Linked DNA regions of Mus musculus: all the other regions are linked to region 5. Evidence: chromatin contacts called from public promoter capture Hi-C data. All regions are on one chromosome and are shown on one strand. The core of a region is the stretch at or near the end of the contact, and the rest is flanking DNA. Distances in the headings are between cores, read along the strand shown. Region 1 holds the start of Gnl3 (guanine nucleotide binding protein-like 3 (nucleolar)). Region 2 holds the start of Dcp1a (decapping mRNA 1A). Region 3 holds the start of Selenok (selenoprotein K). Region 4 holds the start of Nt5dc2 (5'-nucleotidase domain containing 2). Region 5 holds the start of Arf4 (ADP-ribosylation factor 4).

The links. Promoter capture Hi-C pulls out the DNA fragments that hold promoters and counts their contacts.
Region 1: a contact with region 5 is called in a promoter capture Hi-C map of pre-B cells, with 3 times the contacts expected there. The contact joins the promoter of Gnl3 here to the promoter of Arf4 in region 5. A contact is called at or near these places in 4 of 39 promoter capture datasets (cranial neural crest, hippocampal neurons, liver and 1 more), 1 of 484 Hi-C or Micro-C datasets (muscle stem cells) and 1 of 9 other capture datasets (liver).
Region 2: a contact with region 5 is called in a promoter capture Hi-C map of liver, with 2.6 times the contacts expected there. The contact joins the promoter of Dcp1a here to the promoter of Arf4 in region 5. A contact is called at or near these places in 3 of 39 promoter capture datasets (frontonasal cranial neural crest, liver and pre-B cells).
Region 3: a promoter capture Hi-C map of pre-B cells shows a contact between it and region 5, with 2.7 times the contacts expected there. The contact joins the promoter of Selenok here to the promoter of Arf4 in region 5.
Region 4: a promoter capture Hi-C map of pre-B cells shows a contact between it and region 5, with 2.4 times the contacts expected there. The contact joins the promoter of Nt5dc2 here to the promoter of Arf4 in region 5. A contact is called at or near these places in 2 of 39 promoter capture datasets (cranial neural crest and pre-B cells).

What each region holds. Positions count from the first base shown.
Region 1 is chr14:31,017,845-31,020,544 of GRCm38.p6, forward strand. It overlaps Gnl3 (guanine nucleotide binding protein-like 3 (nucleolar)), which reads right to left and starts at 1,287. Exons shown (of 15, transcript NM_153547.6): 1 at 1,085-1,287; 2 at 1-22. The coding sequence starts at 1,097. It overlaps Pbrm1 (polybromo 1), which reads left to right and starts at 1,294. Exons shown (of 33, transcript NM_001081251.1): 1 at 1,294-1,449. RefSeq lists an enhancer at 1,997-2,025.
Region 2 is chr14:30,478,214-30,480,913 of GRCm38.p6, forward strand. Dcp1a (decapping mRNA 1A) reads left to right here and starts at 1,352. Exons shown (of 10, transcript NM_133761.3): 1 at 1,352-1,603. The coding sequence starts at 1,409. It also overlaps a transcript of Cacna1d not described here.
Region 3 is chr14:29,967,093-29,969,792 of GRCm38.p6, forward strand. It overlaps Selenok (selenoprotein K), which reads left to right and starts at 1,288. Exons shown (of 5, transcript NM_019979.2): 1 at 1,288-1,444. The coding sequence starts at 1,426.
Region 4 is chr14:31,129,813-31,132,512 of GRCm38.p6, forward strand. It overlaps Nt5dc2 (5'-nucleotidase domain containing 2), which reads left to right and starts at 1,277. Exons shown (of 14, transcript NM_001374087.1): 1 at 1,277-1,564. The coding sequence starts at 1,345.
Region 5 is chr14:26,636,862-26,639,561 of GRCm38.p6, forward strand. Arf4 (ADP-ribosylation factor 4) reads left to right here and starts at 1,273. Exons shown (of 6, transcript NM_007479.4): 1 at 1,273-1,625. The coding sequence starts at 1,559.

The DNA.
Region 1 (2,700 bases), core at 37-2,536, 4.4 Mb after region 5:
CGTTTACTCGCTTTCTTTAACTCTGCCAAAACAAAGAAAGAGAAAGACTGCACACATGAGCAGTGAGTGTTTTAAATTTCTCACATCACCTATATGGATGTTTTGCCCTCTCTTGTCAGCAGACCAACCACGTGCATGTAGTGTTCTTGCAAAGGAAGCCACAAGAGGGCTTCATCACTTGTCCTTCTACAGACAGCATGGAGCTGCCACGTGGGCTGGGACAACCCTGGGTCTTCACTCCATACCCAAAATGTTTCATTTACTTATTTTGTGTGTAGGTCTGAAAGCAATTTCCAGGAGTCAGTTCTACCTATCATATGAGTTTGAACTCTTGACAGTAAGGCTTAGTGGCAAGTGTTTATAGCCATATTCCTGGCCCTCAAGAGATTGTTTTATCAGGCCATGGGGGCCTACAACAATAAGGCTATCCCGGGCAACATAGATCTTGCCTCAACCGTCCCTGCAAAGTTATGCAGGGTATTTAATGGAAATCACACCACAACGCCAGTCAATTCGACTCGGTGGACCCACAATGGAAGCAGCTTCTAGAGGAAAGCACTACAAATATCAAGGTTTCTTTCTTTATTTTTATTTTTTCGAGACAGGGTTTCTCTGTGTAGCCCTGGCTGTCCTGGTAGACCAGGCTGGCCTCGATCTCAGAAATTCGCCTGCCTCTGCCTCCCAAGTGCTGGGATTAAAGGCGTGCGCCAACACGGCCAGGCTCTTTTTTTAATTTTTAAGCCATGGTTTCAGTATACAGCCCAGGCTGGCTGCAAACTTTCTATCTTACTGCGTCATCCTTCGTGTACATGATTAGGGCGCGTGCCACCAAGGCCGAAAGACCATGGTTCTGAATAGTTCTAGGAAAACGGCAGGCTCGAAAAGAGGCTCAAACACGTTAATCACAGAAATCTGGCTCGGTTTTCCTCTCAAGGGCTTAGCTCTCCTGCTATACAACAGGCCAAATTTGGGTCTGGGCCTTCTAAGCATCAGATCTACGCGGAACTCATCAATGGCCTATGGAGAGTCCTCTCCCTCCAGCCACAAAGCACCACCCGCGCGTTTCGCTCCCGACCCCACTCACTAGGCCTCTTCATCCTGGCCGCGGACGCTTCAGGAGCAGAGGAGGTCTCGGGATCACCACGACTTCTCGGGCGCCACGTGCGAACTGGAACTGCGGTTCAACGTCACGCGCTCCAGGACCTGCCGGAAAGTGTGTCGGGGCCGGGCCGAGTGCGCGCGCACACACATACACTGTCGCGCCGAGCCGGGCTCGCCTGGCGGCCACAGGTTGGATTTACGGCAGCACTGGGAGGGGTGAGGGCGGTGAGGGCGGCGGGTGCCGGAGAGACGGCCGCGGCCAGAGGAGCGCTAGCAGCCGTGGCGGCCACGGGGCGGGGCTCGGCGGTCGGGGACCGCAGCCGGGGCTGCAGGCGGCGGAGCGGCGGGGTAAGGCCGGGCCCGGGGCGGGCGGGGCCGCCCCTCCTCGGCCGGCTGCCGGGCCTTTGTGTCGGCCCGGGCGGGCGGGCGGGCGGGCGGGAGTCGCGGCGGAGGCCCCGCCCCGTGGTGCGGACGCGCTGGTCGGGCAGGGCGCGGGGCGGGGCGCGGCACGGCACGGCGGCGGGGCCTCGGGACAGGGCCCAGCAGCCCGGCCGCACCTGCCGCCGGGACAAAGGCAGAGCAGGGCCCGGAAACTCCCTTCGCTGCTCTTTCCCGCCCGTCGCGGGCCGCCTTCAAAGCTGTCAACGTTTCCTTTAGCCCCAGAACCAGTGACAGGTCGGGCGAACTCTTCTTTTCCTCCGCCTCTCAAGGCCTCTTTTTTTTTTTTTTTTTTTTTTTTTTTTTTTTTTTTTTTTTGGTTTCTTGTGCGTTCGGCAAAAAACTCCCTATTGAGTTTTTGTTTTTGTTTTTTTCTTTCCCAATGATCGCCCAAACGGAATATTTTTTTGTTTTTGTCAGAGAGACTTACTTATTTACAGGCTAGGTACTTAAGCTTCTCATTTGTACCGTCACGACGAGTTGAGTTTTTGTAAACTGTATTTTCTGGTTTTAAAAGTATTTTCCGTTTCAAAATTTTGTTTTCTGAAGAAGTGAGTCTTATTTTAAGAAAATTTGATATCAAAGGGGGGACAAAAATATAAAATTCCTGGAAAACAAATGACAAATACACAATAGACCGGATGTAGGAATTCGAGGACTAACTATAGAAGCGTATGGTGGAATATGCTATCTTAATCCAAACTTTTCAAAACTTACTGTAGGAGCCAGGCACAGTAGAAAACACCTGTTCTAGCTCTTGAGTTGGGAGTATCGCAAGTTCCAGTGTACTTGGGTTACATAGTGAGACCTGCCATTAAAACAAAAAAGTGGTTATACGTTTCTTTCTTAACCCATTTGGTAGTAGGCTTTTCCCCCCAAAGTAATTCAGAAGCATATTGGATTCCAGATGTTGAGGAACATAGCTTTTGCTTTAGTAGTTTTTAAGATCCAAAATGAAAGATTGGAAAGTATCCTCGTTTATCTTTGAAGTGGCCTTACTTTGCTGCTAGATTTACCTCAGACTTCTGGATCACCCGCCTCAGTCTCCTGAATGCTGGGTTTACAGGCGTGTGCCACTGCTGGAGGGTGGGGGAAGTGAGGATAGTAACTGCTGAAGACATGTTTGGGATTAAAACAGTAACACCTGTATGTGCAGATGCA
Region 2 (2,700 bases), core at 102-2,601, 3.8 Mb after region 5:
GACTTTGGTAGTCGGCCTCAGGAGAAAGAAGTGGCTAAATTAGGGACTAGACCTTGGTGGCTAGTGTTAGGAATAAAATCTAACAGTTTTTAGCAAGGCAGAGGGAAAAGGGGAGAAGAGCAAGGTCTGCCAGAACCTTGCCTGCCATGCTGGAACTGGTAGTGAGGTTCCTTCACTACCTTTCCTGGCTCAGATGGCAATAAGGACGCCACCCTCTGGAATTCAAAGAGAGACATCTATCATGGGGCTGTTTGCTTGCGTTTAGTTTCTCCTAGAGCCAAAAGAGTTGGAAGCTCGGAGCTGGCAACCACTCAATAAGATCAGTGAGTGTGTACAGAAGTGAAGGGTGAATAACCGATAGGCGGCTGTTCCAGCTTTTGTAGTTGCTTCACACGCGGTTCTGTCAAGAATGTAAAGTTTGCCCTTCCATTAGTATGTAAAACCACAAGCAACACAAATATGTGGGGGTACTTTGAGAAAATGTAAAGTTTATCCTTTCAAAAATGTTCATTTGTGCTGAGATGTCTTCAATAAAGAGAAACGATGGTTTTTAAAGCAACTCAATGAAAACAGCCTGAGCACTTTGCTTTACCTCTTAGTACTTCCTGATCCCTTAAAATGCCCAATAAATGTTTTCTTTTTAAAAGAGATCTACTTACTATTTTAAATAATAGACGTCTCTATAGAACAATAGAAATATTTATCTGGGACCCAGATGAGGAAAAAGACGAGCAAAAGAGGGTAGGCCAAGTCTATTGTAGTTCCAGGCAGGCTAGTTTGGCTGCTTTGAAACATTTCTTTCAAAAGTTACCAAACTGTTAAGAGTGAAGGTGCACTCTGAGGTCAGAAGTGACGGACAGCTCCCCTTCCTCATTTGGACTGAGTTTTCTTTTTTCTTTTTTTAAAGATTTATTTATTTTATGTATATGAGTACACTGTAGCTGTACAGATGGTTGTGAGCCACCATGTGGTTGCTGGGATTTGAACTCAGGACCTTTCGGAAGAGCAGTCAGTGCTCTTAAACGCTGAGCCATCTCTCCAGCCAGGTCTGAGTTTTCTAAATGGTACGTGGAGACCTCATGTCCTCAGCAGCAAGCATTTCGATTCTGCGCCGGAACCCGAGTTAGGGACTGCGCTGGGGTGCAGCCTCCCCGGCAGGAGTCAGGTTCATTCAGGGAACCGGTTCACACCCCGCCAGGTGAGAGAGGTCTCCGGACTATCAGCTCACGGCTCCACCGCGCAGGCGCGGGGGCCTGTCTCTTCCGGCAGACGCGGCCCGAAGAAAATCGGAACCAGGGCTCCTGGCGCACAGGAGCAGCGGATGAGATTAGCTGAAGTACCACGCTCGGCAAGGCTGGGCCGGTAGGCGGAAGTGGAGGGCTGACTGAGCTGGGGGAACTTTGCCTGGATGGCACTTTCCTGTTCCACAGTCCGCCCCCGCCGGAGGGGCTCGGCTCTGAGATCCAAGATGGAGTTGTTGAGTCGAGCTGAGCAAGAGATGAGTCTGGCGGCCTTGAAACAACACGACCCCTATATCACCAGCATCGCAGACCTCACGGGCCAGGTCGCCCTGTACACTTTCTGCCCCAAAGCCAACCAGTGGGTGAGTGAGGCCCGGCCGGGGACAAGGCCAGCCTGGCCGCTGCCGCCTCTTAAAGGGACCGCGCAGACAGCTGAGGATTGGGGGTGGGGGAGAGAAGCAGGAGCCCAGGACCGCAAAGGCGAGGCCGGGACCTCTCCCAAAACCGGGTCCGGAGCCAAAGAGGTGACCGGGGCACGCGGAATTGAAAGAATGTAGCGGAAGGAGTAGACCAGAGACAGAGCAGGGAAATCGGATGGAGGAGAGAAACGAGGCAGGATCAGTCTTTTTGGGTCGGTTCTCGGGGCTTGAGGTTGCATTGGTAAAATATGAGACAAGTTAATTTTAACAAGTGAGTGAAAGCCTGTGTTTGAAGACTTTGAGGACTCTTAGATACATGTACTTGATGGAAGAGTCCGCTCCTCTTTCCCTGCCGACCTAAATGTGATGGTTTGGATTTGAAGCTTTAAAAATCAGCTTCAGGAGTTAGACCAGCTTTAGTCGAACTACTCTGTATCTCTGGAATTTGAGGAAAATTTTCAAGGCTACTTCAGTAAGAACTGGATTCCTTGGAGACGTTTGCAAGAAAAAGAGACCAGTGCTAGGACCTTTGATGGCTCCCTTCTTTTGGGATTGTGTGAGTGGCATAGAGTTGCAGAAGTTACTTTGTCTACTCGCAGATTCTAGTTAACCTCAACTCGAAGCACCTGTGTACACGGCCCCTTTTCTTGTGCTCCGTTTTTCCTCATTCACTCATTGGGCTATACAGAGGTTCGGTTTTAGAACATTAAAGCTCAACACCTGCGCTGAAAACCCGAGTTAACGCTGTTGCAGCAAAAGAAAGAATACTAATGTTCGATTTTCTTGTTTATTTCTTGTAGTACAGGAACTCAAACCCAAGACCCCCTGATAGCAGGCAGGCACTGTTCCTCTACCACTGGGCTATATACCCACCCCGAGTTACAATTTCTTAGTCACATTTTCAGTTGTTTATTTTAAAACCCTACCAAATTTGCCTAAGGCAGAGAATGGTTTCTATCCATGATTCTTAACAAAGTTCTGAAAATAATAAATTGTGTTTGGTAACCGCAAAATGTGTAACTTGTGAAAATATTCCTAAA
Region 3 (2,700 bases), core at 38-2,537, 3.3 Mb after region 5:
AAAGTGACTGCTACACAGACATGAGGGCCTGGATTTTAGAATCCCCAGCAGTCATGTAAAAGCCAACAGTGGTTGCACACAACTCAGACCTATCCTGGAGGATGAGACAGGCAGATGGCCAGAGCTCCCTAGCCAGTCCAATAAGGTGGAAAACACCCAACTCTCCCTTTCTGTACTGACTGCACACCTCATTCCTCCCTTCCCCTCTCCTCACCCCCACTCCCCGCACCACAAAGGAAACACAACAGGGGCAGCAAGGAATTTTCTTCAAACTTACTGGATGCCCAAGACCTGCCTTCTAACGCATATGTCACGTCTACAATGCTGACAAGCAGAGGAAATTGTCATTCTGAAGTTCATTTGATTTTCCCTAGTTGTGTCTCTACAGCTATTAAAAATGCCACTTCTTAGCTGGGTGTTGGTTACACCTTTAGTCCCAGCACTTGGGAGGCAAGAGACAGGTGGATCTCTGAGTTCAAGAACAGCCTGCTCTACAGAGCTAGTTACAGGGCAGCCAGGGCTACACAGAAAAACAGTCTCGAAAAATAACAAATTCCACTTCTTGAACTTATACAGATCCACCTGCCTATGCCACATGAGTACTGGTATAGGCCTGGTCTACAAAGTGAGTTCAAGGGCAGCCTGGGATACACAGATCCCAAATCAAAAACAAACAAAAACAAGACAAAAGACAAAAACAAAAACCAGCTGGGTGTGGTGAGGCTTGTCTTTCATCCCTGCGCTACGGAGGCAGAGGCAGGCAGATCTTTGCGTTTAGGGCCAGCCTCGTCTACAATGTGAGCTCAGAGCCAGGAATACAGTGTGAGTCCTGTTTCAAAAAAGCAAAACAAATAAACTGAGAGCAGAAATAACCGGCTTAAAGGGAATACGGTCCAGAGGGACTTAAAAGTGAGTTCAGCAAAACCTGATGGTTAAAGCTCTTCATGTCCCAGACACCGCCTCAGAGCCTCTCCCTGCCACTCCAAAAGACAGCAACACATCTGGAAAGCTGAGGAACGTTCCGCCCTCCAAGCCCTTCGAGCCACCTCGGACCCGAACCCTGCGCGTGTCTGCCAACTAGCAAGCAACTTCCGGTCGGCAGTGCTGTGGCCTCAAAGACTCTCGGTCAAACCGGAACCAAGTGAGGGGGGTGGGGAAAAGGACCCTCAAACAATGTTTCTCCTAGACGTCATATCCGGTCTCCTGACTCAGGCAGTATCCACGCCAGCGGAAGTTACTTGTGTGACTGGGCGGAACCTCTAGTCAGGAGTGGTCTCCCAGCAGCCAATGGGCTCGACCCACCTCTAGCCTGACTTGGGTCTGTCAGTGGCCTGTGACGTACAGGGCGGGGCGGGAGGCTAGGTACGGCGACAACAGGGGCGTCCGGTCTTCTCTGTCGCTAGGAAGCAGGCAACCGGAGGGAAGATGGTTTACATCTCGAATGGTGAGTGAGAGCCTTACCCTGGGCCGCTTCTGTCCTGACTCGCCGGGTCCTGAGCTTGGGGCGGCCTCCCCCACACCAGTGGCCGGAAGGAGTGGGAAGCGGAGGCGGTGGGAGCCGAGGCGCAGCCCAGAAGGTCCCCGGGTGCCGCTGGGGGACCCTGAAGCCTCCTGGTACAGCCAATTTTCCGATTGTGGGTTTGCGATAGTGATCCCGGGCGCGGGTGTCCTTAACCCGGGAATGACAGAGACGCTAACCCGGTCCGGATACAACGCGCTTTTGTTTGGGCCGCTAGAGCCGCGTTCTTTGCCTAGCATCTCTTTCATCCTTGTAACTGTTCTATTCAGATGGTGTATTTCTATCCCTGTTTTTCGGATGCAGACTGAGACATAGATTGACTAGCTCGCTAAAGATCACAAAGGCAATATGAAATTTAGGTTAAATTGAACTCAGGTTGGCTCCAGTATTACCTACCATACTGCCTCTATAATGCGTACAATAATGATGGCGATGGTGGTGATGCAGGACTAGCAAGAATATGAAAAAAATAAATAAAATCTGGAGACAGGGTCTCACTTTGTAGTTTTATCTGCCCTGTAACTCACTGTGTACGCTAAGGTGGCCACTAACTCCCAAAGATCCTCCTGCCTCTGACTCCGGAGTAGTGGGATTAAATTAAAGGCAAGCACCACCACGCCAGGCAATACAAAAGTTGTGACAGATTTTTCTCCCCTAAAAGTGTAGCTAGTCCTAAGCCCAAGACTTTACCCAGTTTGAAAGAACTTGGGAAGCAAGTCTCCAATTACTGGAAAAGAAAAAAATACAGCCTGAGAAGGTCGTATCAGTGCCAGAACCATCTGCCCACCTGTGTGACTTAGGTGAGACTCCTTGGCGCATTTCTACAAGACTCTCTTGGGGCCCTGGAAATAGGTGTGGTTGTATCAGATTCATCTCTGTATCTCTAGAGAGTAGGGCGATTAGCAGAAGTCTTAGGGCTGAGAGCACTTTGAATTTCTCGGCTTTTTTCAGGATTTCACCTCCTGATTACAAAGCTTTGGGATAGGTGGTGTGATGGGCACTACAGGAAGCATCATCATTCCATCTTCAGTTTCGAGCGCTCGCAGATTCTGTTATTTGCAATTTAGGTCACTAGCTCATACAGCTATGCACTCAAAAGTGATCAGTGTTCTTCTGCTGCATCCATCTCGCCACTAAAATGTCATGTGCATTTTACCAGTGAGAAGGAGATGGCAAAGAGA
Region 4 (2,700 bases), core at 27-2,526, 4.5 Mb after region 5:
CCCATGCCAAGGTATGCCCCTGAGAAATTATGCTGTGCAACAAATCTGGTATGAAAGGAGTTTATTGGGGAAGGAATAGAGGCAGTGAGGGAACCATGAAGGCAGAGAAAGAGGGGGGGGGGTCATAAACAGCTGACTAAGCGCAGCCTGCCTGGAGGTACCTACTGGAGAAGCCACACACAGTGAACGCCTGGCACTTGGTGCCATTTCTCTTGGATCTGAGGACTGAAACTTGTAAAGTGTCATCCACTTGGAAGGAATCCACATGTGGCCAGGTCTTCACAGCCCACCTAGGTCAATGGACCTACAAGGGTCCACCCATAAGCCCACCCTTCGGCATCCATGACTACCCAGACCAGAATCTGATACACCCGATCCTCAGCATAGGTACAGGCAAACTACAAACGTACACATTACACACAACCTTAAACCCAACAGCCACGTGTGTTCAGTTGGGCAACTCACCACCAACAATGGACATTGGGCCCAGCCTTTCCTAGTGTACACCTGCAAGCTAAGAAAACAGAAGTGGATGGAATGAAAAGAATTTCATTGAGACAGCGCTTGAAAAAAACCATGGCAATTCAACTGGGGGCCTGCACCGTCTGGCCCATCCTTTTACAGCCGCCAAAACCTGGTGGCTGCAGTGATCCTGGCCCACAGCCAGAAGCGTATGCCCAGTAGATAGGCTCCTCATTTAAGTCGATCACCTGGGTTGGGTACCAGGCAATACAAAGAAAATGCTGCCTCAGCAGGCGTCAGCTGCCCATCAGGCCAAGTGGTCTTAGCCAGCTTGGGACTGGTACTGAAAGCAAGTAGAGCTCTTGTTGTCTTAGCGACCTCAGCTCCAGTGGAACGTGCAGTCAGTCAGAAACTGGGGCAGGGGCACGAGGCCCCGGGGCAGGAGAACTGGTCTGGAAAGAATAGGACAGAAGAGCAGGGGAGGGGCAAAAAGACCCTTGGGCAAAGGAAGAGCAGTACACTCGAGCGCTCTTGCTCCTCGGCCGTCCAGGATCTCGCGGAGACCCGGGGCTCTGCGACTTCCCGCTCAAGGGAGGAAAGGTACCGCCATCGCCACCGAGACGACCAAAGGGGGGCGCAGAGCCCCTGAGCCGAGCAGGGGACAAGGAGGCGGGGGTCGGAGCCCGCTCCGCCCCGTCCCGGAGACCTCCCGCCCCCTGGGCCGAGTGGTGCGTCCATTGGCCGGATGGGCTCCGCGCGCCTCCCCCATTGGCCGGCCGCCTTGAGAAGCACGCGGCCACGGTGGCGGGCGGGCAGTCGGAGAGCGGCGGGCAGGCGGGCCAGCGGACGGGCGGAGGGCGGCCGGGGCAGCGCGCAGGGGGCATGGCGGGTGCCGGACTGCGGGCGACAGCTAGGCGCTTGCTGCTGTGCAGAGGCCACAGCGGACCGCGGGCCGCCTCGTCCTCACCCTCCTGCCCTGGCTGCGGCCCGCCGGGTCCCGGAGCCCACTGCCCCAGCACCCCGCGCTCGGCGCCCGCAGACGGCGCGGACCTCAGCGCGCACTTATGGGCTCGTTACCAGGACATGCGGAGGCTGGTGCACGGTGGGTGACGCCGGGTGGGCAGTGAGCCGTAGGTCGTCAGACGAACGGTGCCCAACAGACGGCCAGGGCACCGACCGGGGTGAAGGACGCTTGGTGGGGCTCGCCGGGGTCCCAAAACCTGAGGGCTAAATGGCGTTTTAGAAAAGGCTCCATCGGGTTGTTAGGAGGTGTCTCTGCAGGACACCGCTACTCCTGGGGCGAGTGGGGCTTTTTGTCTTCTGGCGGCAGAAGCTTGGAATGCCTGGAGCGGCCGCTGCGCACGCGGCCCCCATGGTCTTGCTCCTGAGTCCAATCTGCGGGCAGTAGCGGTAGAACCCCTCCCAGTCCCTCGTTCTCCTCTGGCCCTTAGTTGCAGTGTGTGGACAAAGACTGACTGAGCCGTGTTCACAGATGGCACGACGTAAGGTGACACCAGACGGACACTGCAGGCACCTCTTGGCTTGTCTCTGGCGGTCTACTGCACTCTAAACACTCGGAGGAACAGAAAAGTTACTGTAGCCCCCCCCCCCCCCCTGCAATCCCTCGGGAGTTGCTATATCTCAGATAGAACTGCACAAGGCACTTAACCCTCTCCTAATCATTCCCTTGGAATGGGCTGATGAGGCTGGAGATCTGAGCGCCGAACATCTGTCCATTGGTCTGGTGGGGCCCTGCCTCTTCAGCCGATAGATGTGGTCTGGGCTGTGACCCCTATCACTGCCCAGCAGGGTGGCCCTCGGCTTCACACCCTCTGAAGACCCTCAGTGTTCTGTCCCAGAATTTCGTTGATGACTCAGAAAGAACAAGGCCAAGCAGGAGCCTGGGGACCTTCTGCAGGAAGCCCCAGAGGTGAGGTGGCTTGCATTGTCTGATAAGACAGAGGAGCCCTGACAGGGAGGTTCCAGCTGTGACTGGACTAGGGTTTCCACTCCAGCTGTGAGGAGAGCTGGACGCTGGCCAGAGTTCACCTCTTGACGTGCTGCAGTCAGATTACTTGAGACCTCTCAAGAATGGTTGCTCTTAAGGATTGGGAATATTGCAGGGTGACCAGGATTATTTAAGAAGTCAACGTTCTGCCCCTAGTGTAGACCCTCTGAGTGGCCTGAGAAACCTACTTAGGATGTTTGGGGGAGGGGGACACTACTGAGAATATCCTT
Region 5 (2,700 bases), core at 23-2,522:
ATCACACATTGAACCTAAGAAATAGAGAACTGCTCAAACAAAAAGTACCTTCCTAGAGAAAATACTTAAGAGCTGGTGAACACTAACTAGGAAGGGTAGGATTGTGGGCGCTACTAACGGTAAACTTTAGCAATAGTTATAAGGTGACATTCTTAGATAATTTGCTTCCCCCCTACATCGTATTTTGTAACCAGTAAAACGGTAGTAAATTCTTCATTATTATTCTGGGAATAATAGGAATGAATAGGACAGACAAGGTTCCTGTTTCAGAAACGCAGTCTTTAGTTGACCTCTCAAAAAATTAGTACTCTACTGGGTGTGGTGGTACAAGCCAAGAAACCTGGCCATTCTGGAGGGTGATGTAGGAGGATCACAAATTCGAGAGCAGTTTGTCATCTCAAAAGGAAAACTGTCCACAGTGGTAGAACGCTCTTAGCAAGCTTTGAAATCCTGGGTTCCATCCTCAGTACTGGAAGCGGATGGAAAACCGTCATAGCATTCTGATGATTCTTGGCGTCATGCCTAGGAGTTTTCCACCTTTACTCTGCCAGCAGGTCTGTTTTTAATTCTCTCTGGAGAAGCTAGAATCAGATGCTGCCCTTGTGAAGGCCAGCCACGCTTTAATTACTAATACTTTCACCCAACTGCAAAAATCAGAGACCCCTTTATCCTTAGAGGGATACTTTAGATGTCTATAAGTTTTTTTCAAAAAATGAATAAAATTAAGTCTATGCGAGTAAAGACTTTCCTTTGTTGTGCGGGTTGTCTTTGGATCTCCTATCCCTGCTTGCTGTGAGCAGCGAGCTACTAAGGATATTTCACATGAAATCCGTCTCATCGCATGTCCCTACCCAGCCTGGAAATTTTTTATTAAAACAGGGTCCATCTTCGTTCCTTCATTGTGACAAACTTACTGGTTGCTTGCAAGATTTGATTACATTTGTGGGAGTGGGAAACCACCGAGGCTCCCGTGAAGAAGTCACCCAGAGGTCAGCAAGAACGTCACCACTCAGCCCACAATGCACATCTCGCCTACCCGAACCTTGGACTACTACTATTCATCCGGGCGGAAGCCACTCACCTCGAACCCCATTGGACGAGATGCAGCAAGGACTCATGGGAGCCCGCCTGTCCTTCCGTCTGCCTGTGCCAACCGTCTTCGCTGGGCTCCACGTCCGGTAGTTCGCACGTCGGCGTAGCGGGCTCAGGCCCATTGCGCGCAGGCGCGGTGGCCCGGGCGGCGCCTGCAACGCAGGGGGGTGGGGCAGCGCTGACGCGATTCTGTCCGCGTTGGAGCGGGCGGGCCGCCGCCTGAGTCTCCGCGGCCGCCGTGTGACGTGGCACAGCCGAACACTTAACGCCGCGCCGGAGCCACCGCACCAGACGCCTAGCAGGTCCCGGTCCCGCTACGTCCTGTCCCGCGGCTTCGCCGACACTCCAGCCAGCGAGACAGGTCTTCAGCGTTTTCTCCTCCGCCCACTCGGTTGTGAGCCGGAACCGTGAAGGCCCGAGGGCGCACCAGACCCCCTCCTTTTGACCGTCAAGTGCCACCACCGCTATGGGCCTCACCATCTCCTCTCTCTTCTCGCGCCTGTTCGGCAAGAAGCAGATGCGCATTTTGATGGGTGAGTGAGGGACCGGGGCCGGGGAAGGCCATGTGTCTTCGCCAGCCGGTGGCCCGGCGCCCAGCCTTCTCCGGCTGCGGTGGGGGAGGGCGATCAAGAAGCATCGTTCGGGGAACAATGGGGGCGAGGGGCGAGGGGTTTGTTTCCCACAGAGGCTGAGCCAGAGAGTTGGGCCAGATTTCCTCGCTCCTGGCTTTACGTGCCTTTCTCTTCCTGCTGTAATTGAGAGCCTGGGGAGATTGAGCGGAGATAGATGTAGGGTTAGCTCACACTGGCGGAGCTCATTCTAAAGGTGCCGTTCTCAGGGTGCAATCTTCCTTCCACCTCACTTCCCTGGCGGTGGGCAGCGGTCGAGAGTGAAGCTGGCCTATTCCAGCCTTCCTCCTCCTCCCCCTTTCTTGGTCGTGTACGCCCTGTGCACACAACCATCGGTATGTGGCCCGGGCCAGGAGCCGCCTGGGGCAGGAAGTGACCAGGCCCACTGTGGCGAAGTCACACTTGGTGCTACCCAAGATTCGGAAAAAAAGTCCGGAGACTTCTGAGCTCACTTTGCTTAACTTTGCCTTGCTCTGGATTCGACTTTCTTTTCTCGTGATTATGAAGCCTATTCTGTGAAAATGAAAGTTATCCCATGGCTGTCTTTCAGTTCTAAACCTGTTTGGTTTGCTATCTTTGCTCTTTCATACGAATCTTATCCATTTGGCCTGGATAATAATAAAATCCAAAAGCTTTTAGAGACGAAATCTTTTTTTTTTTTAAACGGATAGTTGTAAAGCACCTCAATTGAGCTACAAAAAAAAAAAAAAATCGTTTGTTTAAAAAGCTGCCTCGCTGTGACAGGTTTTATTGCCCAGCGGAGGCCTTTCGCTTGGGCATTGTAAAGTGGCCTCTCCTTAGTACAGCAGTCTACCTCACAGCTGAGTTGCAAGGACCTGAATGACGCCTTTTAAAAAGCCCCGAGAACACTGAATGTTGACGCTTGTTGAGTGTGAGGAGCAAAGGGTTATTTTGAGCACCCACTCCTATGGAGCGCTTCAGTTTCCGTAGTGCTGCAGAGCGTGGCTGTACAAATTGG